Linked DNA regions of Arachis hypogaea: region 1 is linked to region 2. Evidence: chromatin contacts called from public Hi-C data. All regions are on one chromosome and are shown on one strand. Each heading gives the region's core, a stretch centred on a gene start, on an enhancer-like site or on the middle of the called end of the contact. The rest is flanking DNA. Distances are from core to core; before and after follow the strand shown. Region 1 holds the start of LOC140179339. Region 2 holds the start of LOC112747164 (bidirectional sugar transporter SWEET6b-like).

Region 1 (4,286 bases), core at 1,477-3,976, 140 kb before region 2:
TGTTCAAAGTATTTCAATAAGTACTTCTGAGAATTCTTTCACATCTTCCTCTACTATATCTTGATTTAATTAATTATAATTTAATATAATTATTTATTTTTAAAATAACTTGTCACATGGCAAGTTATTATTGACTATTCAAAACTCTTTTAAATTGAAGCTCTTTTCTCTCGATATTTGTATTGAGGGGCACGGAGTCGGTGTGCCGAAGATGTTTGGCTGACCAGTGCGCATAGCACTTATCTTCGGCTGACCGGTGCGCCTGGTGATGATGGCCGTTGGATCTTTTTTGTTTTTCAATCCAACGGTAGAGATCACTTTGTTGCTTCCTTCCTTTGATTGGATAGTCAATGCCTTTTGTTGCTTTTGTGTTAGAGGGGCTATTTTACAAAATTTACTTTATTCCTGGTTATTTTTGTTAGATCTAAAAACTATCTGGGTTTATGTAGAATTAGTTAATGATGTTTTGAGATAAAACTAATTGCAGCTAATGATTATGTATTACGTTAAATCAGAGGCGATCGATTTGGGCTGGGAAGGAAGGAGATGTGTCGTGGACGTCGTTTGATGCATACAAGAATTAAGTTGCAGGGAGTTTTCCCCTGCGGAATCACAGTGCAAAGTTGCCTATTCTCTGAATGGCGCATCTGCCGCAACTCATTCGTTCGAAGGATGATGAGACGTTAGTGTCATCGCCGGAACGGGATTCAATCGCCATTTGATAACAAGGAGTGTTTTTCGGGTAGATGTATGGCTTTGCCGGAGATGAACAACAACGAAGGATTGAAGCGGCGTGGAGATGGTGGACGAGAGACTGACGAAGGAGAGGCATAAGGTATTCCGGGTCAGGCGGGTCATGTTGGAACACAGTTGGGTTGAACTTGGTTGCATCCTGATGGGCCTGTATAGTATCATTTTTTTATATGGAGTTGCATGTTTTTTCTGAAACGAATGTTGGGCTCAAGTGTTCGTTTATTAATAATGTTGTTTAAACTAGATCAATGGTTTAGTATGGTCCTTTTTACTATACCAAAAAAAAACCTCACATGACTGAACAAAGAAGAGAAAAACCAAAATAGTTATTGTATGTATAATTAGTTGTTAAACAATTTAATAGCAGTATTGAATTTTTGTAGGATATAATAATTAAAATACTCTGTAAAACCAACTTAGCTGATTAATGTAAGATTTTGTCATAGGTGCAATAATAATTGACGATGGTGTATAAAGTGAATAGAAACGTTGAATAATGAAGATGCATATATGTTCCAATTGAACACAGGATTATATTCGTACAATATAATTGGTTGAGAGTTTGAATACTTGTCCTTTAAAAAATAGAATTTCCATTCATTTTTTAAAGAGTTTTGATTATTTAATTGCACTAATTGTTTTATTATAACCTGAGAAAGAAGTACTTTGATTTTGTTTAAATCAGTGCCTTCGTATTCTTTGTTCATCCAAGCAATCTAATTGGAAAGATGTTTATCTTCTATAATTTGACATAATATTAGTATATGCTAAAAATGATACTATGTTTACATTCCTTTATTTTATTATCTAGTATAAAATGATGGTATGTGCCCTTAAAAGATATATAACTTTTGTTTGAAGGAACCCGTAAACATTCTTGACAATCAAACGCGCTTCTTGTGGTGTAATACCAATTTGCAAGAAAGGATAAATCGATAAACAGGTCTTTGATAACGCACATATAAATAGTTGCCGAAATGTTCTGAAATCATGATTTGAAAATGGCATTTGGCACCAACGCAATGTAAATCCCTAATTTTGTGTCAACCGCCCACATGACTTTAGACGTGTGTTTTAATATGGTTGATTTATAAGTAGAGGGTCTGAGTCATGAGTAATTTAAAACAATTCCAGATAAACAAACATTAAGAACAAACCGATGAAAGTAGATATAATTATATTAACCGAGTTTTAAGTAGCATTACAGAAGATCAAAAGGGAAACAAAACAAACAAAGCAAATAAAACATTCGTACAGGCCTCAACGGAAAACAACATGACATAAAGATATCAAACATGTGTAGCATGTCAAACACCCCTGACCCCGTCTTTATTCTGCCCGGCTAGCTCCTAATCGTTGGAGTTGTGTGTCGTCTGCGGCGCTTCACGACCAGCCTGACGGAGCAAGAACTTTGGATTGTTATCCAAAACGTCGAGCCTGCGTTCCAGGTCACGCCACGGTGGCACCTCATGCTGTTCCCGTCGACGAAGCTTGGCGATTTCTACCATCATTTTGTTTGCTTTGTCATCCATTTGGCAAATGGTCATTTCATTCTTTTGCCGCGCCATGTGCAATATCGTTTCCAGGCATCGTCGTGCCTTTTCTTCTTCCTCCAGTTCATCCTCCTTTGCCTTTAACCTGACCTTGGCGGTAAACCTTTGCGCCCTCGCCTGTCTGAGTTCTTCTTCAGTCATTTCAAGTCTAGCCTTCAAAATCTTCTCCCTTTTGACCAGTGTAGCCTCAACGAGGTCACAATCTGCGCACTTTTCATCTTTACGGATGATGTCGATCAGAGCGGCAATTGACAGCTCTGCGAAGTCGTCGGGACTAATGGTGTGGTTCGTGACGAATTCCTGCGACATTTTCTTAGAAGAAGACGGCGACATATGGCCAACGACGAGGACCCTTCAAGCAACAATTTTTCTTCCGGCGACGACGGTTCTCCTCTGGATGGGTCGTTCTTAGGCATGCGATGTGGAATCTTCCTTTTGAGGTAAGTTTGAGAGTGCGTAGTGTACGCCGTGAGATGAGATGGGTGTGGCAGTCTAGCAGAAGTTGGAGAGTAGAGGAGGGTAGTAGAAAGAAGGAGAAGGAGATGGAGAGGCAGAGAAGTTATATATATATATATAAAAGGGATATTTTTTACATTTCCTATGCATTAATTATTTGACTGTGTGTTACTTGTGTAAAGTGAAAAGTTGTTTCGTATTCTTTTTTTGTACTTAGCTTGTTTTAAATTTTTTATCGAACATTTAAGTTTTTTAAAAAATAAATTAATCACTTTTAACATGTTTAAATATTGTACTTCTTTTATTTTTGGAAAAATAAAAGATTAAATTAAATTTTTCGGCAAAAAAATAAGAGATAACAGTTATTCAATGAGTAATTAAATTAAACAATTAAATTAAGAAGAATAGAACCCTAAAGTCGATTAAACCATTCAATACATGAACAGTTAGTATTAAATTATTGCTTTGTAAAATCAAAGCATTTAAATAGGATAGCACAGTTATTATTAAATTAAATTAAATTAAATTAACTACTCAACTAGTTAATAATAACGATCATTTCTCCTCTATCAATTAACTGGTCTTATCCTGAACAATCGGTAAAGAAACGTACGAGGCACTGAACCATAATTTGAAATGACAGTATATAATAACATTAAAAAGGATATAGTAGGAACACAAAACGCGTTGGTGGTCCTCTATCCTCTTGATATTTTCCAAGCCCCCTCCCTCTAAAAGTGTTGGAAATGGCTGGAACATCCAAGAAGAACAGAAAGAAAAGGAACGTAGTCATTGCGTACAAATGTTTGAGTAATATTCTTCCTCGCGATATATGGGTGAGGATTGCCATGAAGGTTGCATCAAATTCGATTAAGGATTTGTTCAACATGTAGGCGACTTACAAGGTGTTTTTGGGTGCAGCGAGGTCCGGCGCTGTTTATAAGTACGCGTCGATGTTGGAGTTACCGATTGCGTCCTTTTTATATTACTATGACAATCCAGAAAAGAGTTTCCTAGATTGTTGCACGGAAACAGGAAATCCGGCTGCTCTACTCCGGGTAGGGATGATTGATTTCATCTGGAGTGGCCACTGCATCGGTGGAATGGACACCTTGACTATGGCTGCAACGGGTGGCGATGTTGAAGCCTATTACTTGTGTGCGATGCTGCTACTGTCTCATGGCAAGGAAGATGAAGGGAACATGCGAAGGGAACTTGAATTTTTTGAAACTGTACGTGCTTCTAGGGTGGTCAAAAGGTGCAAAGAGGTCTTCAGGTAGGTATTTGAGCCTCGGTAGGTGGAGGTTAAACCGTCAAATCCTGGACAGTCCGAGGTTTGTCAGTCTACCAGTTGCCCTACTCGAGGCACCATAGGTGTTGTGGAAGATTTGTCCTGTGTTTCGTGTGTGCAATGCATGGTGGATTATGAGGTGCAGGGGTTCTTGGAATCGTTTGTATTCGAATGAAAATATCTATTTTGTGATTTGTGTTGTTCAAGCTTGTTGTTTATGCTTTTCGTATATG
Region 2 (4,418 bases), core at 391-2,890:
AAAAAAAACTTAATACATGTAAATACAGTTATAGAGTTTTTTTTGGTGACTAAATACAGTTATAGAGTTATAGAGTACAAAAAAACAAATACATATAAATAAACTTAATAAATATTTTAAAATAAATAATATTTTTTAACTAATAAAAAATATTTTACATTAAATTTAATTGATTTTAAATTTAAAAATAAATATTTAAAATATTCTAAATAATCCAATTTAAAATCTTAAATTGGACATTATAATTTTAAATAAGATTTATTCAAAACGACTAAATTTTAAATTAATTTGAATTAAAGAAAACCTTATCTAACTGTATCCAATACAAATCCTAAGCGTATGGGTTTAAATAAGAATTAAAAATTATGCAAACATATGGGATAATTAGGAATTAAAAATTGAAAACTTACCATGATCGTAAGAGGAGAGACATACATCATGATATTAAATATATCACACAGTACACCAACCACTAACGATCTTTTGTGAGTGCCATGTAGTACCAGCAACGTTATAAGAGCAACAGCGGCAAAGAACAAAGCCTCTAATCCCAGAAGGAGTAGTACCTTCCTCTGAAATTATTATTAGACAATATAATTAATAAGAATAGCTAGATTAACATAATCTACACGATTCAAACTTATAGAAATTAAAATAAAATATTAAAAAAATTAGAAGAAGCATCCATATACAGACCCGTCCTTTGTTAGTGGCATAAATGTAAAAAATGGTGAGATAGACGAACTCGAAGACAAGGCCAACGCCATTGATGGTAACCACAAGAAAACTGTGAGGGTGCACGAAAGGAAGCCCATAAAACACCCAAAACGCACAGTTTAAAACCGTTGCTATATATGGATCGGGTTTGAACTCTTCCACGGACTTTTTCTTTATTATCCGATAGAATGTTGGTCTGAAAGAAACATTCATTCAAATAAACAAACAAAAAAATTTAAAATTGAATATTCTGATAGGCAAAAAGTAAGAAAAAAAGTTATTGATAACCTGATTAGCTATTTAAATGTTGGATTAGATAATGAAACTTTAATTATTACTTGTTTATATCACACGGGTTCGACTTTTTCTTTATTTTTTTCATTATTATTATTATTATTCCAAAATAGCATTTTTCAAGTGGAAATTATTAAAAAACTGAAAAAAAAAATCGCAAAATTATATATATCCAAGGTCCCTAGAAAATTTATTTTTCTGATAATGACAGTGCATGAGATTTCGGCAGTCATCATGAAAGTTTTATCGTTATTTTATTTTTTTATTTGTATCATAATTAATCTTTAACAATCAAACATCAAACAATGATGAACAAATAAGCAGAATAACATGATCAATCACACCGAAATTATTGACAAAGAACAAAAAAAAAAAAGACGCAATTATAACAAAAACATATAAATAAAAGTAGATGCTGAGTCTAGAGTTAGTTTACGCTGGTGAGAAAAACAAGCCGAAAGAGATCACATTCCCTGCGCACAGAAGCAATGCAAAAACCTCTCAGAAACTCGCATAAACACGTAAACCTGTGTAAATCTCATTCAATTCTCAACGGAACAAATTAAAGAGAGAAGTATGAACAAACCTATAATGCCGATAACGGTACGAACAAGTGCAGCGCTCACCATCCTCCTTCTTCTTCTTCTTCAATGACACCCAAATAGAGAGAAAGAGTTAAGTAAGCAGAAGAGTGGAGAATTGACAGCTACATGCATCAACAACTGCTATATATATATATAGATAGATAGATAGATAGAATATAAAATCTTTTTGGATAACTAATAGAAAAAACAAAAAAGATAAGTTAGTTAATTATCTTCTGATCTATTTCAAATTTGAATTAGATTCAATCTAAACTACCTATTTTTTCTGGGGACAATTTTACTAATTTTAGTATTGTGAATTTAATTTTAATATAATGTAAAATAATTTTATATATATATCTACGTAATAGTTATCTAAAAAAATAAATATAATTGTATTGTATAAAATATTTTATACGATCATGCATCAAAATTAAACTTTTTTTTATAATAGATAAATTTAATTAATATTTTTAATAGTTAAAGGAAGTGATATTTTCAAAAGATTTTAAATAATTTAATTTAATTTACTAAGGGTGTATACAGTGTACACTATACATTGAGCAATAGAAACAGATCGAGTCCAATGAACTAGTCTAATGAACTAGTCTAAAAAATTATAAGCCCAACAAAATAAGATGAAAAAAAAAATTAAACTACTATTTTTAGTCATAAAAATTAAAAATAATAATAAATTTAATTAACAAAATGAACAAAACTAATTTTGTTGGTACGAATTTCGTTCATTTATAATAGATTTACCGATATTCTGAAATTTGATAAATAAACATTATTTTATTTGAATTAATCCAATATAATTGGTTGTTAACATATATAAATTAAAATTGAAAAGTAAAATAATTTTGTCCTCATATTTAAAAAATAAGTTTTGAAATGTTGTTTCAAATGTCGAAATGGATTTTTGTCAAACTAATTTGAAATATATAATTTGTAGAACTTTAATCATTTTTAACTTGAGAGATAAAATTATTTTATCCATACCAAAAAATCTAAAATCCTATCCAATTAATACGTTGAATATTGGATTTGATTTTATCACATTTTTCATTGCAATCTGAATTTTATAATAACTATGCCTTGAATTTATAAAGTAAATTCTTAACTTAAAATTCACTTTCCATTTAGTGTAAATTTGATATCCAATGATAGTTGTTGCCCTTTCACATGTATTTTAATCATTTTACAATTTATTTGAATCTCTTTATTAAACTCCAAATAGTGGAGAGCGTACATATATTTAGGGTAAAAGACAAATATATTTGGATGATGCCTAACAAAAAGATGGAAGGCTCAATTTAGTTTATTATTGTATCGTTTAAGTATTAATTTGAGATGTTTAATTTTTGGAAACTCAAATTAATTAGAGGTGAATGCGGATTAGATATGACCAAAATTTTGATCCGATTTACACTAAAATTATCGGATCGGATTCAATATCCGCAGTTTTTAAGTTTGGATCCGATCCGATCCACACATTTGCGGATCAGATCGAATTGAATATCGGATATATTTACAAAACACAAAAATATTTTTATTAAAAAATATCAATAAAATTTATTTTTTCTATTCTTTTAAATATGTTTACTCTTAAAATAATATTAAACATATTTTTTTAAATAATAAATTAAAATAATACAACATATATGATAATTATTAGTTAAAATAAAACATAAAAAGAATATTTACTTATTTATTTCTTTATTTTTACATATACTTACATAAAATTCGCAATCCGATCCTATTAGTATGCGGATCGAATCCATATCTACAATTTTCAGATCGAATTCGGATAAACACTGCGAATATGCCGATTGGATCCGATCTATGAATACCCCTAAAATTAATGCACAAGTGATTATTTATGAACTACTTTAACTATTTACTTCTCTCCATTTTGGCAAAGCATATAAATAGTTACTTTTACTTCTATCAATTATGCTATTCAGAGTTTAGATTTTTTTTTTTCCCCTCACCCCTTGAATTCTAGCAAGAAAATAGAATTTACCTACCTTAGGAAAATGACATGATATGCAAGGTATCATTAGTTTATGCTATTAATAGCTTTAATAGGTTCCATGATAGAACTTAAAGTATTTGAATTCTACTTCAACCTTGATAGATAGAGAACTAGAGAAGCTATACATGTTATTGAGATTATGTTTTTGTTTTTAGACTGCATAATTTCCATAATTGATTATGCTTTGAAAACAAATTCAACTAGAAGGGTAAAAACGATATAACTTCAACTTTCAATTTTGCCGGAATGAATTCTCAAAAGCAGAATTAAATTAATTAAGCTTTGTTGCGGATGCAGATGGACAAGGCTGCATTACTAGGGAGTGTAGTAGATCATGTGAAGGATCTAAAGCTAAAAGCGATGGATGTGAGCAAAAACATCACAATTCCAAGTGAAACTCATGAAGTAACAATAGAGTGTGACCCTGATCATCAAGATGAAAGCTATGCTAAAGTGAAGATACTGAAGCACAACATTGTAATTTCAGTTTGCTGTGATGATAGACCAGAACTTTTCAGTGAACTCATTCAAGTGCTAAAAGGGTTGAGGCTCACAGCAATTAAAGCTGATATAGCGGTGTTGGTGGCAGAATCAAGAGCATATTGGTGCTATGCTCTAAGAAAAATGAAGGAGGTGGTGGTGTTTGCCTTAACATTCTCAAACAATCACTCAAATCTGTTGTTAACAACATTGCTTCATCATCTATGACATCAATTTGTCCCACAAGAAGTAAGAGGCAAAGGTTCTTCTTGCCTTCACATTTCATACAGTGATTTTTACAATTT

The links. Hi-C and Micro-C count contacts between places; a contact is called where the count stands out from the background.
Region 1: a contact with region 2 is called in a Hi-C map of leaf, with 3 times the contacts expected there. The contact joins the promoter of LOC140179339 here to the promoter of LOC112747164 in region 2. A contact is called at or near these places in 2 of 8 Hi-C or Micro-C datasets (both in leaf).

What each region holds. Positions count from the first base shown.
Region 1 is chr15:134,728,513-134,732,798 of arahy.Tifrunner.gnm2.J5K5, reverse strand. LOC140179339 reads left to right here and starts at 2,726. Exons shown (of 2, transcript XM_072218096.1): 1 at 2,726-2,746; 2 at 3,656-4,042. The coding sequence starts at 2,726. The coding sequence ends at 4,042.
Region 2 is chr15:134,590,868-134,595,285 of arahy.Tifrunner.gnm2.J5K5, reverse strand. LOC112747164 (bidirectional sugar transporter SWEET6b-like) reads right to left here and starts at 1,640. Exons shown (of 6, transcript XM_025795162.3): 1 at 1,598-1,640; 2 at 1,448-1,484; 3 at 697-913; 4 at 411-572. The coding sequence starts at 1,640. It also overlaps the pseudogene LOC112747163.